2 separate regions of the Hordeum vulgare genome follow, and region 1 is linked to region 2. A link is a contact called in public Hi-C data. All regions are on one chromosome and are shown on one strand. Each heading gives the region's core, a stretch centred on a gene start, on an enhancer-like site or on the middle of the called end of the contact. The rest is flanking DNA. Distances are from core to core; before and after follow the strand shown. Region 1 holds the start of LOC123424293 (glucose and ribitol dehydrogenase homolog). Region 2 has its middle 380 kb from the start of LOC123396629.

The links. A called contact is a pair of places that touch in the nucleus more often than the background predicts.
Region 1: a Hi-C map of leaf shows a contact between it and region 2, with 4 times the contacts expected there. The contact joins the promoter of LOC123424293 here to the enhancer-like site in region 2. A contact is called at or near these places in 1 of 6 Hi-C or Micro-C datasets (leaf) and 1 of 1 datasets of contacts at active chromatin or transcription factors (embryo).

Annotation. Positions count from the first base shown.
Region 1 is chr1H:63,552,266-63,558,612 of MorexV3_pseudomolecules_assembly, reverse strand. LOC123424293 (glucose and ribitol dehydrogenase homolog) reads left to right here and starts at 4,038. Exons shown (of 3, transcript XM_045107949.1): 1 at 4,038-4,321; 2 at 4,418-5,159; 3 at 5,268-5,541. The coding sequence starts at 4,043. The coding sequence ends at 5,290. LOC123424309 (putative F-box/FBD/LRR-repeat protein At5g56810) reads right to left here and starts at 3,666. Exons shown (of 3, transcript XM_045107950.1): 1 at 2,454-3,666; 2 at 1,479-1,661. The coding sequence starts at 3,542.
Region 2 is chr1H:62,758,213-62,764,366 of MorexV3_pseudomolecules_assembly, reverse strand. No RefSeq gene overlaps it. Among protein-coding and RNA genes, the nearest start is that of LOC123396629, 380 kb to the right of the region's middle. Within about 2 kb of position 3,031, at least 3 of the 3 cell types and tissues checked have open chromatin away from gene starts, as enhancers often do. A contact at or near this core is called in leaf, where this site is marked.

The DNA.
Region 1 (6,347 bases), core at 2,789-5,288, 790 kb before region 2:
CTCGGAAGCGCGGCGCGCGCAAGTACACGAACTAGGGGCTCGCACCGCTGCGTGCGTTCGATCGGCGCGAGGTGGAGGAATATGACCGCCTGGTGGCTCATCTGGCGCGGGTGGCGCGGGGAGCTCCGCCATTGCACGCGCACCGTTGCCGCCTCCGAAGAGGGAGGGGAAGGAGCATGGCTTGGTATCACGCCCCGGGCGCCTCGGCTTTCTGCCCGAAGACTACGTCGACGACGGCGACCTCGACGGCGTCATCGTCGAGATTATGGAGCGCACCAAGGACGAGCCGCGGCAGCTCGTCGCGCGTCGGCAGATGGAAGACGAGCTCAACGAGTTCCGCTTCCACCAAGCCATCAAGAAATCTCGCGCCGACAGGGGGTGGACCGCCTCCGACTCCGACTGAGCACCTCTGGGGCTCAGGTCAGCCCAATTTTGGAGATCTAACTAGGGGTAGGAGCTGCGGGATACCCGTGTAGAGTTATGTAATCGAAGTACTCCGTGTGGCTTTTGCTCCGACGAGCCCGCCATTAGAACTACCGGTACTACTCCGTGTGTAATCGAACCAAATTATCTGCTATGTTTGCTAAAATCTATCTATGTTGTTTGAATTCGGTCGATTTCGGTTGAATGATTGTAAATATGCTTGTCTGAATCGAAGCTCGCCAGGGTTGTCGTGCTTCATCGCCGAAGAAGAAGAGGGAGGATGCGCGCACAGGGGAAAACTATTTAACCGTAGTCGCCTCCATCTGGGTCCCACGCCGACGTGGATAAGCTGTGGGTCCCGCCCGGCTCCACCTAATCCTGACAGAGATTGTGCTTAAGGGCCATGTCGTGTCTGGGCTATTTGTGCGCAGAGAGATGTCGCAGCAGAGCTGTTCTTGCGAACGATGTCGCTTTGCAGCCAATTCGCAGGAAAAACGTCGCACATGAGCTATTGACCCCTTTACCTTTCCTATACCACCTCGCCCACCTCCGTCCCTAGTGGTCAGGGAGGGCGTATCATGGTGCACAGTACACCATGCCAAATTTTATTTTTCTTAATATTCTATGTATAACTTTGCAACACCCCAATTCTAAGTGAGAAACATGTATGGCTTATATTTGGGCACTGGCTCATTTCTGCTCAGGGTACGCCACTGCTGGCGACCTCCCCATCTTGCAACATCACCATCTCCTCCCTGTAAGAGCATCTCCAGCAGGGCCCCTAAATGGGATCCCTAAACAGTTTTTGGGGAGCTGGAAATGGGGTCTAACAGGGCCCCCAAAATGGGAAACCTATGATGTTACCAACACCTTGAGTAATATGCATTTTCTTTGGGAGATACATATGCCATATATTTGTCACATAATTTGGAGCAAAGCACCGGTATCAAATCAACACATAGAGTAGGGCAACTAGCAGTTAAAGCTTAGGCGTGCCAAGAAATAAATATGTGTACTAAGATATTATTAGATAAACAAAGTAAGGATAATATTACCACCGGATAGCCATGTGTGTCAAGAAGTTTAAGAGACAACTTTCTGACACCAACACACATGCTGAGGACATGGAATGAACTGGCTCCAAAGGAATGTCCATTTGCCACTATTTCCAGGGCCATGAATGCAATGTTTGGGTGTTTTGTAATGCCCTCCATCAAGTACTCATGGTTAGTAACTTCCTGCAGTGGAGCCATGGGAAGTCGCATAAAATGACATATATAAATGGAAAGGACACAAGCACCTTGTTTAGAAATTCAATAACAGACAACAAATGGTTCTTTTATGCTAGCAAGTCTGAGGTGATGAGCCATCATATGAATAACAAATATATTAGTGCAGTGGTGGAGGTCGTTTTTTTACGCTAGCAAGACCGACCTCATGTGCCATCTTAAATTACCAATATACTAGTGCAGCAGCAGTAGTTTGTAATCTCAACGCTAACTGATCAAAGGCAATAAAAATAACACTATCTCATGGGAATGAAGCTGCTAGGAAGGATAAAGGACGGAAAATGATCCTATGAGACCTGGTCTTTTCTATCATGAAATTAGACCCACCTTAGAATATGCCACGTGTCCACACCTATCTCAGCATACTGTTACTCTTTGTCTTCCCGATATCTCTAAACTGTACCACACAATACAGCAACTCTCCGTTAAGGAGCAGGATAGGCGAATGTGAGCCATGGCATGAGGCAGGGAACGTTTCATCCGAGTGAACGCCAAGATCTCAGTTCAACAATGAGGCCAAGACTACATGAGTTCTTGTCCAATTTACATCAAGTACTACGAGAGTTTTTGTCCAATTTACAAGTATATGACTACATGTGTGCTTGTGCAATTTACAATTATAGGACTACATGTGTGCTTGTCATTAGCATCCGGGAATGAACCAGGAAGGTCCATTCCATGACCACGGCACCACACTACTAGGAAAGTTGCAGTTTACTAGTATTGTGTAAGTGAACTCACCGGCAGATAGAAAAGTGTTAATTTGAGAATCCAGATAACCTCAAAGCGCCGTAGAAGCCTTGTACAATTACTATTGTACATCTTGTGCGACTCTTGTCCATATACAAAAAAAAGGTTGGTGCTCAGCCGTTCTAGATTTTCCATTTTAAGCTGGGTGTAGCTTGGATGATAATAATCCATCCACAGGAGGCATGTCAGCTGAGGGGCCAAGATGTTTGCAGACGGTTGATTACCTCTCGAACTATACGAAATGCAGGAGCTCACACTTAGAAATTGGAGTGCCGACGCCATAACAGTGAGCTGCTCCAAGCCACGCAGACTCATCAGCCTCGTTCGCAGTAGAGAGTCTGAACGAATGGTGAAGCTGCCCAGACCAAGGGGATTATCTGACCGAAGATCCCTCAGGTCTATTTCAAGGAGAGAATCGGAGTGGATTGCGAAGTTGCGCACACCCCAGGAATTATGAACGATGAGTCTCCGCAGGGATGGGCACCGTGGCCAGGAGACAGCGTCACCGAGCATTGACGGACCATGTAGCCGGACGCGATTCAGGAAGAGATTGGTGAGCCGGGCGAATACACCCGAAGACGGCACGGCGAGGCCGAGCCCGAGATGGCCTAGTTCGAGGCTGATTGACATGGCGTTCTCGAAGCAGGGCAGCTCGAATGCGCCTCCTTCGCCAGGCTCGTCCAACGAGGTGTTCTGCTCGGTGTTGATGAGAACCAGATGGCCGGAGAGGCGGCGCGCGGCAATTTGAAGCCAGGACACCATGGACTCCGGGGTGCCGTCAATGACGGCGACGTCGAGGAAGCGTAGGGCCGGCGCCTCATGGGCGGCGAGGGCGAGGCGTATGCGGTGGGGATCATTGTGGGGGAGAAAGTGGAGCTCCGGGAGCAGCGTCCAGAGGCGGCGCCAGCGGCGGGAGAGGACGCTGGTCCGCGCGGCGGCGGCGGCGTCGCGGACCAGGAGAAGGATGTTGATAAGGAGGTCGTCGGGAACCGCGCTGAGGCGGTCCTCGCTGCGGCCGTCGCCGCCGTCGGAACGCTTGGGTGGTCGCTTGGCGGCGATCTCCCCGTCGCGGTGCTCCATGGCGAAACGATCTAGTTGGAGATCTGGAAGCGGGGTGGGGTTGCCAACGCCATCGCCATGGCGGCCGATGGGGAGTGGGAAATCTGATTCCAAGGAGTGAGGAGTCGCCGCCGTTTCCCTTTTGGCGAGAGAGCGAGAGAGAGGAAGTTTGTGGCGTTGTGCTTGCGGGCTAGGTAAGAGAAATGGGCGGCCCACAAGTGTTATGATTGTGGGCTCTAGTGGGCTTCTAGGCCCGTTTACCATCAGGTCGGCCGGACCACAGGATCAACAATGGCGATCGATCGACTGTCTCATCGCCCAGAAACATGTAGCAGCAGCTTCACGCTAAGCGGCGTGCGGTGCAGCTCGGATTACACTCGGTCACTCGGACACGAGCGGTGTCACCACGTGGCGGCGACAGCTGCGAGACTCGTGCCACGTCCGTCGCCACGCGCCATGCCCGCGCTGCTTCGTTGCACCTTTATATCGGCCCCTTGCCACCCAGTGCCTTCCACCGTGCCATGAGCGCACTCCTCGCAACACCCACCAGAGCCCAGCCGTTTCTCCTTCTTCTTCACCGTCTCCGACCGAATCAGCTGCGTCCCCTCCCCACCACCAGAGCGCTAGCTTCGTTCGCCGCGTCGTCGCCAAGAGCACCGCCCGCTCGCCGGGGGACCAGAGCAATGGCGTCGCAGAAGTTCCCGCCGCAGCAGCAGGACTGCCAGCCCGGCAAGGAGCACGCCATGGACCCCCGCCCCGAGGCCATCATCAAGAACTACAAGTCGGCCAACAAGCTCCAGGTAAATCGGTTTTATTTACCACTGCTTGTCGATGGCCTTCCGTGCGTTCAGCTGCGGTTTGATTGATATGCGTGTTGATGTTGGGTGCGCGTGCAGGGCAAGGTGGCGCTGGTGACCGGCGGCGACTCGGGCATCGGGCGCGCGGTGTGCCTGTGCCTCGCGCTGGAGGGCGCGACGGTGAACTTCACGTACGTGAAGGGGCACGAGGACAAGGACGCGGAGGAGACCCTGCAGGCGCTCCGCGACATCAAGTCCCGCACCGGCGCCGGCGAGCCCAAGGCGCTCTCGGGCGACCTCGGGTACGAGGAGAACTGCCGCAGGGTGGTGGAGGAGGTGGCCAACGCGCACGGCGGCCGCGTGGACATCCTCGTGAACAACGCGGCCGAGCAGTACGTCCGCCCCTGCATCACCGAGATCACCGAGCAGGACCTGGAGCGCGTGTTCCGCACCAACATCTTCTCCTACTTCCTCATGACCAAGTTCGCCGTGAAGCACATGGGGCCCGGGTCCAGCATCATCAACACCACCTCCGTGAACGCGTACAAGGGCAACGCGACGCTGCTGGACTACACGGCCACCAAGGGCGCCATCGTGGCCTTCACCCGCGCGCTGTCGATGCAGCTGGCGGAGAAGGGGATCCGCGTCAACGGCGTGGCGCCGGGGCCCATCTGGACGCCCCTCATCCCGGCCTCCTTCCCGGAGGAGAAGGTGAAGCAGTTCGGGTCCGAGGTGCCCATGAAGCGCGCCGGGCAGCCCAGCGAGGTCGCGCCCAGCTTCGTCTTCCTTGCCAGCGAGCAGGACTCCTCCTACATCTCCGGCCAGATCCTCCACCCCAACGGTAAACCCTTCACCAGCACGTCGTTGGTTCTTCCCATCTTGGCCATGAAATTCATTGCAGCTAGGATCAATGTTAATCAATTGTTTTTTGCGTGTTAACGGGTTGCAGGTGGTACCATCGTCAATAGCTAGATCGAGGTTGGAGAAGCTCGGGAAGAACAGGGTGAAGTGTGCCCGTGGTGTGCGAGTCTGTAGTACGAGCAAGTGTGGCGTGTTAGTCTCGGAGTCAGCTGGTAGTGTTTTGTGTGGCAGTAGTACCGTTGTGTGTTCGGTAGGGACTTTTGGCGCTGGAGCCACGAGGGCAAGCGTCAAACGTTAAATAAAATAATGTAACGTGCATGCATTGCAAGTTGAACTATGGTCATACTCCCTCTATACCTAAATACAGAGACGAGCATGTGAAAGAACAATTTAATCGAACTCACTATTCTATTGATGACCAACAAATTTATTTATAAAGGGGAACAGGTGCCAGGGATGGGAGTCCCTAGAAAGAGCGGTTGCCAGGAGATGTTCCCGAACAAACGACGTGACGGTTTCCTGGAGAGGCTTCCGCACTGTGCGCTTCCTTACAACAAGGATTATCTCTAATTACAAAGTAATTAAATCCTAACACTCCCCTAATCCTTGATTGTTCTTGCAAATCATACTTTGGAATCATCTCCTTTAAAAACCCTGTGGAAAAAGTAAGAAATATATAATATGCCCTTCTGAAACCCAGTGAAAAAAATAAGGAAAAATATATCGTCCATGCTTGTATTGAAATTGCTTCATTGAAAACTTTGATCTTGTCTCACTAAAAACCTTAGGAGAAAAACCATCTGAAAAATCTCACAAAGAAAAAGAAAAAATAAGAAAAAAGATAATACAATATGTCAAGAAAAACTCCTTCTAAAATTCAATGGAAAAAATAACAAAGAAAAAGAAAAAATAAGAAAAAGGATATACAATATGTCATGGAAAACTCCTTCTAAAATCCAATGGAAAAAATAAGGAAAAAATGACATGTATCGTCCATGCTTGTATTGATATTGCTTCATTAAAAACCTTGTAAGAAATTCACAAAAGAAAAGAGTGCAGTACTAAAGAGGCAGGGAACTTTTTTTTTGCAAGAGTTTTTCATATAACCAATTCCACTTAAATTGCAGGAGTTTTTCATATAACCGATTCCACTTAAATTTTGAACAAA
Region 2 (6,154 bases), core at 1,782-4,281:
TAGTTCACAATCATTTTTGCGTAGATCACTCCTCTTATTCTTGTACTTGTAAGTTAGTCAGATATCAAATGCTTAGTGCTTGCTACAACCTCATAACTTAAGTATTTCATACCCACTAAGCTTTGCTAGTCTTGTTGCCCTTGGTAATGAGATTGTTGAGTCCCCGTGGCTCACAGATTATTACAACAACAGATGTTAGTATAGGTAAAGCGATACTTTGACGTGAGAGGGTTGCATGTTCTGTTTGGATTTGGAGTTCTTCTTCTTCCTTGCCAATCATATGATGGGTTTTAGGTCGGCAGCCTGGGATTAGTAGGGTGGGTGTCGTCTCTTTTTCATTTATTTTCATTTGTAGCCGAATCATGCTCTTCTGTATGATGATTGCTATGTATTGATGTATTTGAGATATTCATGTTGCAGCTTGTGGCTAGTGTAACCCAACTCCTTATACTCATCTCTTCTTTACATGTATTTTGATGATATCCATTCTCGCGAAGCGATCCGAAATGCCCTGGAGCCGTCGCGAGGATAGTACCGCATTTTTGGCGTTACACACTACAAGGAACCTCACAATCTGAGATATGCTCAATCCACCTTACTTCAGTTTCTAATATAATATTAGTTCTATTTTTAGTTATTTTATATTTTTCTCCATGATTTAATTACCTTTCCTTACATTTATTTACTCCAAAAAATACTTCTCTTGCAACATTTATTTTTCTGTTCCATGTATAGTTGCAATTTTTTTGTTCCGTGTAGATGTGATGTTTTTCCAATCATCCAAATATTTTGTTCCGCATAGATGTGAGTTTTGTTCCTAGGATGCTAAATATCCATCTTCATGATTTCAATTTCATTCATTTGGTCCTCGTGCACACGAAGTTTGTTACTTGTGCCCAAAAACATTATTTCATTTGTAGTCGTGATGAATTCTTGTTCCACCCATCGTTACGATTGTTCTAATCCATGAGCGCATTAATTTTTTATTCCTCCCACTTCAACCTTTTGTTTTGTAGATGTGATTTGTGTTCCTTTGGCACTAACTTTTTGTGTCCCAGTTGTAGTCATGGTTTTGTTCCATTTTCTCTATGTATTTTGTACCTCGTGCAAATGAGGCTTGTTCCTTCGCTGCCAATTAGTGGTTCCACATAGTCTTTAAATTCTCTGTCCATGTGTGGTTGTGAATTCAAATTTTCCATTCTTGGGAAAAATACCTCTTCCATGTGTATTAATGTTTTGTTCCTCCTACTTGAATTTTTTATTCATAAGAATACAACGAAAAATAGGCCAAGGTCTTACAAGAGTTGGGCCTCTCGCCTCAACATTGAAGGATGATTTCTAACTGATGTCACCGCGTGTGCCATAATGTATGGACTTGAAATTTGAATGTTGAATCTTTGTAAATCCATACTTACAAATAAATTAAGGTGCATTTCTTAAATTTTAGGATTCATTCACCGACATATATTTTTGTTTTTATGAACTTTTACTATCCAAGATGGTAATATTTTTTGGTTCATGCTTGTTCAAATAATAACGACTTCGTTTTTCCATTGATCTCGAGAAAAAAAAATGATGTACGTGCAAAGAAAGCCGGCCCATATGTTTCAGGTCCGCCCATGCCTTTTCAACCGTCGTTTTGTCAACCCAGACACAAAAAATGAGAAAACAATATTCACGGTGAATCCTATTTAGCGCCACAGACATTGGTTATAGGCCATTTTACAAACCGACGCCTGCATCACCGCCCCCCCCCCCCCCCCCCCCCCACTCGTTGTGCTTTGGGCCGGACCATATATAGGTTCTCCCTTTTTCTATTTAAAACCAAAAATACTGCAGCACTCAGGTTTTTGACCCGCAACCTCTCCCCAATTAGCTTAGAGTAGCAACTACTAAGCTACATTATCCACTCGCATATATTTGCTTTTTTTGTACCTTTATTTGGTTTTTCTACTCATGTTTTTTCATGCATATTTTCTATACATTTTTATTTGGTTTTATGTTGTTTTCTTAAATACGTGGTTTTTTTTCTAATTCGCAAATTACATTTTCAAAGCGGATGAATATTTAGATTTTTTATGCACGTTTTCTTTTGATTGCTGAATTTCTTTTTTTGAAATTTATCAAAAACTAATGAAATTTTAATTTTCTCCCTCTTTAATTTAGCATTTTTTAAGAATTCATAAAAGCACGTATTTTTTCATTTTGCTATTTTTTCTAAATTGATGAGCTATTTTTAATTCTTGATTTTTTTTCCGAATTGGATGAACTTCTTTTCAAATTGATGAACTATTTTTTCATGTTTGATGTCATTTTTTTAAAATAATGAACTTTTTTCGAAATTAGACGAAAATTTTGCAAAATCGATAAACTTTTTGTAAAATACGTTAACTTATTAGAAGTTCGTGAACAATTTTTTAAGATGAACTTTTTTTTAACATTGATGAACTTTTTTCAGATTCGGTGAACTTTTTCCGCATTCGACGAAATTTTTCGAAATCAATGTTTATTTTACAAATTTGATGAACTTTTCTACAAGATCAACGAACTTTTTTCAAATATATTGAACTTGATTTAAATGGTTGATTCTTGAAATAAAATAATGATTTTTTTTCAAATTGATAGATTTTTTTTAAAAAAGTTGATGAACTTTCGTTCAAATAAATGATTTAGAAAAATATGAACTTTTCTTAAAATTCAATTAACCTAATAAAAATTGGATGTTCTTTTTCAAAATTCATGAACTTTTTTTAAATCTCAATTTGTTTCATTTTTTAGGATTTTATGATTTTATTTTTTCTTCTTTCTTATTAAAGTCAATGGTTGTTCAATCAATTGGTCAATTGCGAAAGTTCAGAACAGCATTGGGCCGAGCGATTGATTGCATTCACGATTCATTAGTTGAGCGTTCGCCACATGGGTCTGCCAATAATTTGACGGTTGTGAGCGCCAGCTACCTTAGTTGGCGCCACAAACGCCAACTAGGAGCTTTCCATATTGACCGCATTTTGCGGCGAATAAACGAAGCTAAGCACATCCCCAGGAGAACCTTTGGGCCGGCCCAGTTTCTGTTGTCACTAATTTTGGGTTCATTGTAAGAGGTTTCCTGAACCAGTTTTTTTATTTTTGCCCAGTTTTTGCCTTTTCCTTTTTTTCCTTTCTGTTTTTTTCTGTTTTTTATAACGTTATTTTATTTTATTAAACTAAGTTCTAGATTGAAAATTATTCTTGAAATTCAGCATATGTTCTTACTTTTATATAAATCTTATGAACTAAAAGTAATTGCCATTTTTGAAAAAAAAAATATGTAACTTCAAAAAAGGTTCGGGATTTTAAATAAATGTTTGATATTTTCAAACCATCTTCAGTGTTTTTGTAAAAATGTTATTTTTCTAAAGTTTTTAGTGTTTTCATTTTCATTTGTTTTCCTTTACCTTTTTTTTTTACATTTTCTAATTTTTGGTTTCAATTTAAAAAAATATTCTCGTGTTCATTATATATATTTAATTGTTCGTGCTTCAAAAAATTATATGGAAATGAAAAAAAATGTTCTTGCTTTCAAAAGGTGTTCATATTTTCAAAAAAGTTCGTGCTTCAATAATTTTTCTCGTATTCAAAAAATTACATGATTTTTCAAACATTGTTCATTTTTTCATAAATTAGTGACATTTTTCAACAAAAAAATCTGACTTTCACATTTTCATAAAAAAATATTCCTGTATTACGAAAAAAGTTTCTCTTTATGAAACAATTGCTCAGAAATTGAAAACTTGTCCAAATTTTGTTCGTGTATTGTGAAAACAATTATGATTGAAAATATTCTCAAATTTTTAAAAATGTTCTCGAAAAAATGATTGCTTTTTCAAAAGTGTTCCTGTTTTTAAAGGTTTGCATAATTTCAAAAAATGTTCCCAATTCAAAAAGTGTTACCAAATGTCGAAAAATGTTTTTTCACAAAATACATTGTAAATTTTTGAAATGCTTGTGTTTTTCAATTCGTTCATATATTATGTAATTGTTTATGTTTTCCAAAAATGTTCGTGTATTTTAGAAATTGTTCAGATTTTTTTTCCATTTTACCAATTCAAATCTTAAATTTTAAAAGCATCCGTTTTCCCAAAAATGTTTGCATTTTAGAAAATTATCAGAATTTGAAAATTTGTACTCCCTCCGTCCGGAAATACTTGTCCTAGAAGTAGATGTATCTAGACTTATTTTAGTTATAGATACATCCATTTTATATATTTTTAGGATAAGTATTTCCGGACGGAGGGAGTACCTGTTTTGAAACAAAAATAATAGTTCAACCATAGTTCACATATGCAAAAAATGTTTGTGTTTTTGAAAATTCATCGGAAAAAAGATGTCCATTTATAAATTTTGTTCGTAAAAACAAAAGTTGTTCAAGTTCTAGAAATTCAAACAAATTCAAAGCAGTAACTTGTTAGAAAAAAGAGAGAGAGAAACACAATAGAAAATAAAGAATAAGAGAAAAAAGGAAAAGGGAAAAAGGAAAAGAAGTTAATAAAAAGCAAAAAAGTGGGAAAAGAGAAGAATAAAAAACGAGCTGATTAAATGGGCCGGCCTAGTCACTTGTCTAGCACCCTTCATATGCGAATCGGTGGCAATTTGCCGCAACACGGCGGCACATAGGAGTTCCCCACAAAATTTAAAATTGCAAGCATACTCGGAGTCGAACCTTGATGTATGACATAGCGTATTTATCATGTATTCATGAAAACCGATGGTGTCAAAATATGTGCACTTGCGAGCGACCGAACATGGTGCGGATATGGGAGACCCATGCGCAATCGGACGTGTCCGCTACGTCGGGCATGTCCCATGCTGGCCCACCCGACCTTATATTTATTCGTCCCTATCCGTTTTTTGGACCAAACTCTCTCCAATCTACTCTACTTCACTCCGCCACCCAAGCTCCTGCCAGACGATCTCCAGCCTTCTTTGACATGCTAGAAGTGGATCTGACCCCGATTAGTGCGGATCCATCGACCAATGTGTGCTCCCGAATGGGTTGGAGGAGGCAACTGCCATCTGCATTATGTTGGGGGGACTGCACGCAACCGATGGCAACATCTGTGTGGCGTGGGTCGACTGCGTTGGCACAACGGGCGCTCGAATCCTCTGGGACTGGCTAATCGCGGTGCTCCTGGGAGCCTGTCAATCTTCCTTTCCCGTCGCCGTTCGCTAAAGTATGAGTGCACTACAACAGAGGAGGAAGACATCCGTGCCCACATTCAAAGGAGCGGGAGCGTTTTTCTGTTATAAAACCAAAAATACTACATCACTCAGTTTTCGAACGGCAACCTCGCTCCAATTAGCTTAGAGCAGCAACCACTAAGCTACGTTATCCACTCGCATATATTTGCTTTTTTATGTTCCTTTCATTTGGTTTTTCCGATCACATTTTTAAGCATAGTTTGTTTGTCATGTTTTGGATGTTTTTATTTGGTTTTTATGTCGTTTTCTTTAACAATCAATTTTGTTTCCTAATTGGTAAATTTTATTTTCAAAGCGGATGAATTTTTTCAATTTTTTTGAACGTTTTCTTATGATTGCAGATTTTTTTTTTCATTTTTTAGCACTTTTTTAAAAACTAATGATTTTTTATTTTTCTCTCTTTATTTCTACTCTTTTATAAGTGATAAATGCACGTACTTTGCAATTTCTCTATTTTAAATTTTTTGAACATTTTTCCGAATCTAATGAACTTCTTTTCAAATTGATGAATTATTTTTTCAAGTTTGATGAACTTTTTTCAAAATAATAAACTTTTTTTATATTGGATGAAACTTTTGCAAAATCGATGAACCTTTTTTCAAAACACATTAACTTTTAAAAAGTCCGTGATCCATTTTTTCAGATCAACATTTGTTCCAAACTGATGATTTTTTTTCTGATTTGGTGAACTTTTAAAAATTTGATGAACTTTTTTTAAATTACATGAATTTTTTTCATGTTTTGGTGAACTTTTTTTGAGTTTGATGAAAATTTTCAAAATCAATGTTTACTCCTACTACTGGTATGCCGCTAGCTAAGCTTGTAATTACTGTTGCTCCCAAAAGCTCATCTGACCCCAAGGTAGTATGTATCCCATAAAAGTGCCTATTACAATCTGGATTACCCAGATTGCAAG